2 separate regions of the Rattus norvegicus genome follow, and region 2 is linked to region 1. A link is a contact called in public Hi-C data. All regions are on one chromosome and are shown on one strand. The core of a region is the stretch at or near the end of the contact, and the rest is flanking DNA. Distances in the headings are between cores, read along the strand shown. Region 1 holds the start of Clasp1 (cytoplasmic linker associated protein 1). Region 2 overlaps Clasp1 (cytoplasmic linker associated protein 1).

Evidence for each region. A called contact is a pair of places that touch in the nucleus more often than the background predicts.
Region 2: a Hi-C map of liver shows a contact between it and region 1, with 3 times the contacts expected there. The contact joins the enhancer-like site here to the promoter of Clasp1 in region 1. A contact is called at or near these places in 8 of 12 Hi-C or Micro-C datasets (the A7r5 cell line, Schwann cells, frontal cortex and 4 more) and 1 of 1 datasets of contacts at active chromatin or transcription factors (oligodendrocytes).

The regions. Positions count from the first base shown.
Region 1 is chr13:32,043,941-32,048,346 of GRCr8, reverse strand. It overlaps Clasp1 (cytoplasmic linker associated protein 1), which reads right to left and starts at 1,903. Exons shown (of 43, transcript NM_001427589.1): 1 at 1,813-1,903. It also overlaps the pseudogene Hsp90aa1-ps5.
Region 2 is chr13:32,105,118-32,109,865 of GRCr8, reverse strand. The region is part of intron 2 of Clasp1 (cytoplasmic linker associated protein 1); the gene reads right to left. Among named protein-coding and RNA genes, the nearest start is that of Clasp1, 61 kb to the right of the region's middle. Within about 2 kb of position 2,410, at least 9 of the 93 cell types and tissues checked have an H3K27ac peak or open chromatin away from gene starts, as enhancers often do. A contact at or near this core is called in Schwann cells, hepatocytes and liver, where this site is marked.

The DNA.
Region 1 (4,406 bases), core at 654-3,153:
AAGAGAAAAAGACAAATTTAAGAACCTCTGCACGACATTTTGGAGAAAAAGGTTGAAAAGGTAACTGATTGGTGACATCCCCATGCTGTATTGTCACAAGCACATATGGGAAGACAGCAAACATGGAGAGAATCAAGAAAGCTCAAGCCCTCAGAGACAACAATGGGTTACATGGCATTATAGAAACACCTGGAGATAAACCCTGATCACTCCATTATTGAAACCTTAAGGCAAAAGGCAGACGCTGACCAAAATGACAAGTCTGTGAAGGATCTGGCCATCTTGCTGTATGAAACTGCACTCCGGTCTTCCGGCTTCCCAGACCCATGTTAACAAGATCTACAGGATGATCAAGCTTGGTCTAGGTACTGAAGAGGATGATCCTACTGTGGATGATACCAGTGCTGCTATAACTGAAGAAATGCCACCCCTGGAAGGAGATGACGACACATCATGCATGGAAGAAGTAGACTAGGCTTCCCCAGAACTATGTGTTTGATGCTTACCTTCATTCCTTCTGATAATGTATTTTCCATGATTTTTGTTTATTTTTGCTAACACTTACAAACTAAGGGGAAGATTAAAAACTCTACATGTGATACTGTGATACTATAGGTTTGACTCAAGGGTTTTTTTAGAACGTTTGCTGTAAGACATAATGTAACCTACTGTTAATGTTAACCATGTGGTCTGAAATGTTTAGCTGTTGAACTGGATTCCTTAGTAGACCAAATTAAGATGGCTTACGTTTCATCTTAAATTTCTTTTTCATTCCCTGTACTTAATTCTGCATGTACTAGTCTTAGAAGTAAACACAAGTTAAAACAACTTGACGGAGGATTCCCCAAGTGGCTTGTTTTCCAAAGTACCGAGAACAAAACCCTAAGTTTCCCTAGGTCTTGTAACTCAGCAAGGCTTGTGAATGTGGAAATAATAGTGCCCAGTCACATTCTGCTTTAAAAGGTAAATACAGATGAGATAAAAAGAAGAAGAAAAAAGGAAAAAACAAAACCCCACACTCATCCAAGCAACTCATAAAATGGAAAGCAAGATTCAGTCTGCTCCATTGTATCCAACCAGACTAACGTGCAAGATCACACACTCATCTTCGTCAGAGCGGCTCTGCCAATACCGAAGAACAACAAAGGCAAGTTGAAGAGGCTGCACAGGCTTAACTCAGCGCTGGTCCGCTTTTTCCCAGCTTTGCAAAGATCCTAGATGCGGGGGCCCTCCTGGGGCCAAGGGGACCTTCCGCACCCTGCTGGGCCCCGGCTGCTCCGCTTTTGTCTGGCCCAGGCTGGGGGCACCGGCCTCCCGGCCTGCCTCCCCGGCAACCCCTTCTTCCCTCAGAATCTTTCTCCACACCCATCACTCGCCGATGATTAGTTGTAGTGAGGTTTCCTCACCTGGAGCCCCTTCCCGCTCAGTGCAATCTCTGTTCCTTTCAAAGAGATCCCAGGACTGCTCTGGAGTCTCCCAAGCCTGCTTGGGGAGACTCCGGGTCAGGAAGGGGCCCCGGGGTGGGGTCTGAAAGAGACAGTCACACAAAGCCAGGCTTGACCCCACAGCCGCCCCACCTCCCCTCTGCAAAGCAGCCTACAGTCAGAACTGAACCCGGAGGCCGCGCGTCCTGGGTTCTCACCCAGATCCCATCCCAAGGCCGCCCCCTCCCCCAAAAGTGCACCCCAGAGCGGCTGACAGCACTGGACACCGTCCCCATCCGGACCCTGCGCCCGCCACCGCCCGGAAAAGGAGCAGGGCCCTCCAGTGGACTCCAGTCTGAACATTATTCGTCTTAAACCCGGTACTTACAATTCTATTATTCACTACTCTTGCGGCGGCGGACCGGACAGCCACCGCCTTCTCCTCCACCCCAATGAGGTTAAGCGCTTGGTGCGGGGATTAAAAAAAAAAAAAAAAAAAAAAAAAGTGAGAAACCAACTGCGCCGGCGCAGTGAGGCCTCACTGTGTTCCCTTACCGCCACCGGCCGGGCTAAACCATAGAGACACTAATCTCAGCCTAGAGAGGTGGCTTCCTCTCTATGGTAACGCCCAGAGAAGGCGCCTGCATGAAGTTTCGGCTCCCGCCGCCTTTGCCATTGCCTTTGACCCGAATGGCGACCCGTAGTGTAAAGGTGCTTTGATAAAAAGGTGACTAAGGAGGACTTAAGGAATATTTTGAGCTTTTGAGGAGTGAAAGCAAAACTGGAGCAAGACTAGGAGAAAGTTGTGTGATAAAAGAGCTAAAGAGAAGTCCGAGAGCTTTCAGCCGGAAGTTTGATTGTCGGGTTGTTTGATACTTGAATCGAACAATCTTTCACTTCTGGGTTATGGGTGCCCGCTATTTACCGGGCGATTTCAGTGAAAGAAATTGACCCCCGCTACTTCCCGTAGTTGGCAGTGTGTCTGGTTCGTCTTTCTGAACATGCGCACGAGTGCTGCTACCGGAAGCACAGCTTTTAAAACGTTCTTCGCGCTTTAGTGAACCAAGGCGCGAGGTTGGGGCTACTGCCATTCGTGCGAAATTGTGCCAGTTTCTTTTCTAAGTTCCTTAACAACAGTGTTGCCTTGCCTCCCGCGTGGCCTTCAGATTATATGTGAGGTGTTTGGGCTATGCAATTACAGCGCTGCTCTCAAGGAGTTTAAGGATGTCCAGTTTTGCCCTTCTACGCTCCTGTGCTTCCCAGCAATTTGGATTTGAAAACTTTTTTGTTGAAGTTGTACACTGGTGAATGCATGGGCCTCCCTCCAGCCTATATGTAACACAGAACTTTGTTTATTTCATCACTGAGGTGAATAACAACTGTTTGAAGTTTACCCCAATGCACTCACTGACATAATTTACAGAAAGCACTCACAAATACCTAACAGCATCCATATTCAGAAAAGAACAGTGCCTTAAGAACTGGGCACTGACAGGTCACCGCTGAGAACAAGAATATTGAAAGAAAATATGTGCACATAGAATGGGTTTGTTTCAGAGTGTGGACATTGCTGGGCATCAATCTCTCTTGTGCATGGTGTGCAAACGCTTATCACCGTTGCTTTACTTAGGAGAAGTAACAAACTGATACCAAAACTTTCATTGTCATGATGGCTTGAAGGCTTTTTGGTTTAGTTTTGGGGATGTTTTGTTTTGAAGAGAGAGTTTTACTGTATCTTTGCCTGTTCTAGAACTCACTCTGTAGACAAGGCTGACCTCAAACTCAAAAATCCACCTGCCTTTGTCTCCTGAGTGCTAAGATTAAAGGCATGCACGTTGGTTTACCATGGTTTTGCTGCTGTTTTTTCCTTATTGATTTAGTTTTTTTTTTATTTACTTTACATCCCAATTACAACCACATAGTGACTCACAACCATCTGTGATGGGATCTGATGCCCTCTTCTGTTGTGTCTGGTGTGACAGTGTACTCACATAAATAAATAAATAAATAAATAAATAAATAAATAAATAAATAAATAAATAATTTTTTAAATGCACGCACTTTTAAGTCTATTCTCTTTAAAACATCCAACATCCCTTTCAAAGCTCAAGCCCCTCTAAAATATCCAGTCTTTCAAAAATATCTAGTCTCTCTAAAATAGCCATAGTTTCTCTGGCACCCACATCCATCAGCTCACAACCGCCTATAACTTCGGTTCCAAGGAATCCAACAATTTATCCTGACTTCCACAGGCACCCGAATACATATACACATTTAAAAAATCAAAGACAAAATAAATCTCTCCCCCAAAAAAACCAAAAACCAAAAACCAAACAAACGAACAAAACCATGCCAGGTGGTGCTGCTGTATGCCTTTAATTCCTTCAAACTGTACTACAGAGCAATAGCAATAAAAACAGTACGGTGGGGACTGGAGAGATGGCTCAGTGGTTAAGAGCACTGGCCGCTATTTTAAAGGACTCAGGTGCAATTTCCCTTCCCTCCCCTCAGTTTCTCCCTCTTACCTCCCACCTAACCACCCTTCTTCCCCTTCTCAGAAAAGGGGAGGCTTCCCATGAATATCAACCAGCCTTGGCACATCAAGTTGCAGTAAGACTAGGCGCATCTTCTTCTATTGAGGCTAGAGAAAGCAGTCCAGTTAGGAGAAAGGGATCCACAGGCAGTATAACCAGAGACAGCCCCTGGACAGAATATCAACAGCTCAGGGACTAAGATCAACAATTAATACATGGGACTTCATGAAACTGAAAAGCTTCTGTGAGGCAAAGTATACTGTCAAAAGAACAAAATGGCTGAATACGAAATGGAAAAAGATCTTCACCAACCCTACATTGTGTACAGTAGGTCTGTTCCTACACATAAATACTTTGTATAAAGGAAGAGTACATTTAGCTTTTTTACTTCTGGGTGAGTCACTTTTTAAAATGGTTCTTGGGGTTCAGGGAGGTTAGCTCACTTTTA
Region 2 (4,748 bases), core at 1,161-3,660, 61 kb before region 1:
TCTCTCCTTCCACCATGCGAGTTCTAGGAATCAAACTCATGTCATCAGACTTAGAAGAAAGCACCTTTTGGTTGCTAAGCCATGGAGTCAGACCTGAGCAGAATTTTCTAAGACCCCACTGTGGTCTCAACCTAGGCCAAACTAAAGTCCCCTATGTCACTGTCCCCTCCCCACTCTCCCAGAGTGCCCCTCCTCCCAACTACCCAACCAGTCCCTTCCATGTCCAAGTACAAGTGGTTCTTCTCTAATGGAAGCTCCCCTCAGGGCTTGGCCTTCCCTTCTCCCTGGCCTGATCTGCATCCATCACCAAGACCACATAAGCTAACACGTGACTGTCCCACAGTGTTCTTGGGGTCGTCTGTCTAGAGGCAGCTTCTTTTCTATTTGCTACTCCCATGTGGTCATGATTTCAAATGTAAAATCCAGACCATCTTTAGGAGAAATAAGCAAAGAAAGAATGAGATATAATGAAAGGTGAGTTCACTGGCACACAGGGTCCTCAGAAGAAAAGGGACTGCTGTCAAGTTTGAGAACCTGAGTTCAATACCAAGGGCCCACATGGTGGAGAGAGAACTGACTCCCAAAGGCTGCCCTCACCTGCAACCACACTTAGTCACAACATAGGCATGTACACTCCTACATAGTTATCTCAAAATGAAATAACTGTGCAGCCTAAGACAATGATGAAAAGCAAATTTAAAAAAATTAACATTTATCTATTCTGTATAAATGCTGTTTTAGAAAACACAGTGCATTCTGCCTAAGACCCTGTCACTTACTCCCCCTGGTCCAGTACCAGCAATTAATCTCCTATTATGACTGCATACTGGCTTGATTTCCATAGTTGTTGCACCTGAACTTAGAACTTTGGAAGGATTACCAAAGGTCTTAGGGCCAAGCAATAACAACCTTTTGACATCACAAGATAATATTATCATCTACAAAGTTCATGCTTGAGAAAAATACACATACACACACACACACACACACACACACACACACACACACACACACACGGAGGGAGGGAGGGAAGGAGGGAGAGAGGGAGAGAGGGAGAGAGAGAGAGAGAGAGAGAGCTCATAATGCTTTAAATAACTTTATGATTTCGTGCTGGGCCATATTCACTGCTGTCCTCAGCAATACACACCATACAGCCTGTAGGCCACACAACTTTAAAAGTCAAAGGGGCGTTGGACATTCCCCTATTTTAACATCGGCTTTATCACCTGTTCCCATATTTGAGAAGGGCTCCAAAGTCCAGCTCTGTGACCCTGTAACCAGAGTTGCAAAGTTAAAGACAAGAAGCCTAGAAAACAATTTTATCAACCTTTCCTAACAGCCATTAAAGCGATAGAAGCACTTGAGCTCACCCTGCAAACACCCTAGAGAACTGGGGGAGACAGGGAAGACACAAGAAGCTAGACAGCAAATGACTTCTCTTTCCTACACACAACTCCAGAGGAGAAGTCAGGGAAGACACAGTTAGAATCCGATGTCCCATGTCCTAAAATATCCTTCAGTAAGTCACTGTCAGACAGGCACACTTAGGATAAGCAAGAGAACACAGGTACACAAGAGATTGTGATGCACAAGTGGGGAAAGTGTATAACGGGCTGGCTAAATGGCTCAAGGAGTAAAGGCACTTGCTGCCAAGCCTGAAAAATCTGAGTTCAAACCCTAGGACCCACATAGTAGAGAGTGCTGACTCTTGCAAGTTGTCTTCTGACCTAACAAGTGGAGAAGGCATGAGAGGAAGTCTGTGGTTCATGAAACAGCAGGTGGGCACCTCTTTCCTTCACATTCATCTGTGAGGAGTACTCATGAGTTTCCTCCCACTGAAAGAATTTATCATCCACATGTGGAGTTCTGAAGGCCAAAAGAGAGTTCTGCCATCCAGAATAGGAAGTATGCAGAAAGACTTTCATGGGCAAAGTGAACAAAATCTCGTTGGGCAGAACTTGGTGCTGAACCATGTCTTACTGTTCTCCTTGAACCCAAGCAGCTTTGCCTCTCTTACAGAGGCTGGGTGAGCAGTGGCTGTGATCATGTCCTTCAGTCCCTCGCAGCCTGCCCACTCTTCCTCTTCCTGTCCCCAGTACCCCAAAGGCAGTCATGACCCTCTGTGGCACCTGCATCCCCTGAAAGATACACCCAGCTTCATTGAAAACAAAACCAAAATGAACTGTCTCTGAACTAGCTGTGAGACAAGCTGCCTCCATACCTACAGTCAGGCAAAGCTCTGTCCTGAAGCTTTCTCCCTGCACTTGCTGTGACCTTCCACATTCACCCTCCCTTGGCAGAGAAAGGCTGCCCAAGGCACTGAGGCTGCAGAGACAGCTGACTCTCTGTGCTGGGAGCCCCAGGCTTTTTTCACCAGGATGCTGCAACTCTGGCCATTACTAGTAACTCAAACAAAGATCACCAGGCATGGCCAATAGATCTGAAGCCCAGTTTAGATGCCAGTGCACCACTGAGACTCAGAATACAGTGCAAGGAACAAGAGGCCACAACCTTTTCTAAGTCCTTTCCCGGTTTGGGTCAATTTGTCTGTCCCAAGTCAGCCACTAAACAAAAATCTGGTATCTGAAAAAAAAAAAATGCTTAAAAAGCACAGTGAGGCGGTCTCTCAAAGAAGGCTGGAAATAAGAGAGGAATGGGGCTGGCTCTAAGTTTTGGCCCAGGCTCCCCTCTGAGATTGACAGCTGCGAATCCTATTAATGGCCCTCCAGCAGCCTTCTTACATTTCATTGCTTTAATCCAAGCCACCAGAAAGTTCTAACAGGACCAGCCAATGAAGCCTAAGCACAGGGGCTGGGGCATGGAGGCTGCAATATACAGGAGAATGGGCAGGCAGTAAGTATTGGGCTGCTGGTGTGGCCTCGGGTACCTCTTGGGTCTGTCATGTATCACATGGCTGGTGTATAACATGAGTTCTCACTGTTAACTCTTGGCACCACTTCATGAACAACGCCATTATTTTGCACTGTAGGCTTTCCATTGCTCCATGTAATCATGCTTCTGCAGCCATAAGACTGGCTTCGGGACATCAGTACACATGCATACTCAAGTCCCTGAAATAAAATGTCACAACAGTCTGGCCCAACTCGAGGTTTGGACCACACAGCCATTTCCAGTCCAGCCTGGGTTATGCTGTGAGACTGTCTCAGAAAAACAAAAAATATGGCCAATGGGTAGAGACCCTTGCCATCAAACTGACAACCCAAGTTTGATCCCTTGGACCCATGTAGTAGAAGGAGAGAACCAGCTCCCACAAGTTGTTCTCCAATGTCCGTGTGTGTGTGTGTGTGTGTGTGTGTGTGTGTGTGTGTGTGTGTGAGAGAGAGAGAGAGAGAGAGAGAGAGAGAGAGAGAGAGAGAGAGCATGTACACACATCCCAAATAGACAGACCAACCAGTGTGTAAAGTACAAGCATGTGGTGGAAGTCCCCATGGTTCCCTGTTTTCCTGTAAAGCTATTATTGGGTACAGCAAGTACAGAGAATTAAGGACACGTCACTTACTGGCCTAACACCTATAGTTAAGGCTTCCTTTGGTCAAGCAAATCCAAAGCCCCCAAGCAAAGGCATGAGTAAGGGAGCTTACTGAGCACAAGCTGGGTCTCAGGTTAGCTTTAAATGCCGATGGTCATTCTGGTGATGATAAACATACTTCACCCCACTCAAGTGTACACCGGTAAATATCATGCTGGACACCATATAGTTCCTTACTTGAAAACCTATGGAGAACCCCACCAACTCAATCCCACTGCAGTGAGGCACTCATGTCCTTTAAATCCAGCGCCCACCTACCTTTCTAAGATGCAAAGTTCAAAGAGAATTGTGGGTTCTGAACCCAAATAGCCCAGTTTCATGTGTCAAGTGTGCCCCACATCTTCATGTACTAAAGGGAAATGCAATAGCAGCTAGCCAGCCACTGACAGTGAACGAAAATGAGCTGCCTGAAAGTGCAGCACGGCCTGGCACCGTTGACCCACTGCTGAGGGTCTAGCTGCTTTTGTTGTGCCAGCTTCCTCCATTCATGGAACAAGTACCTGAGCACCTCGGTGGGCACTCTGAATCCAGTACTCATCTGACCCTGAGCAAAACAAAGCCTGCCTTCCGCCCTCCCCAGGATCAGGGAAGGGCAGTACCCCAAAGCTTCACTGCATGTGACCACGGCCTTCCCAGCCCATTGCAGCTGCCATGGCTTTGCCCGGGCCACTGGAATGTCCACGTTCTCCTGCCAAATCTCGCCTCCCTTCAAGGTGCAGCTCCAGAGCCACTGACTGCAGAAGGTTCTGGACTCAGGCTCTGTTCCTGCCATACTTTAACATCTATAATAGTTAACATGGAGAAATGTGTACAAGTCACATCCAGTCTCCTAATCCACTGTTCTGAAGACAACAGCTGCTTTTCCTTTCCTAAGCCATCAAGGTACCTCTCTCAAAAGGCAAAATTTATAAACTGGGTAAATGCATCGCTAGCATAATTATCCTTCTCTATTCACTTGAGAGCTCAAGGAGGAGTTGGGGTGGGGGGGAAGAGGGAAGGAGGAGTACCAAGGAAGGACAGGAGTAACTCTGGAGCACCATACAACCCGGGGGACATGGCCAGGAAGCGCGCGCTCGCTCTCTCTCTCTCTCTCTCTCTCTCTCTCTCTCTCTCTCTCTCCCTCCCTCCCTCCCTCCCTCCCTCCCTCCCTCCCTCCCTCCCTCTGCATAACTTATAAAGTATGTTAGAAGAGGAGGGC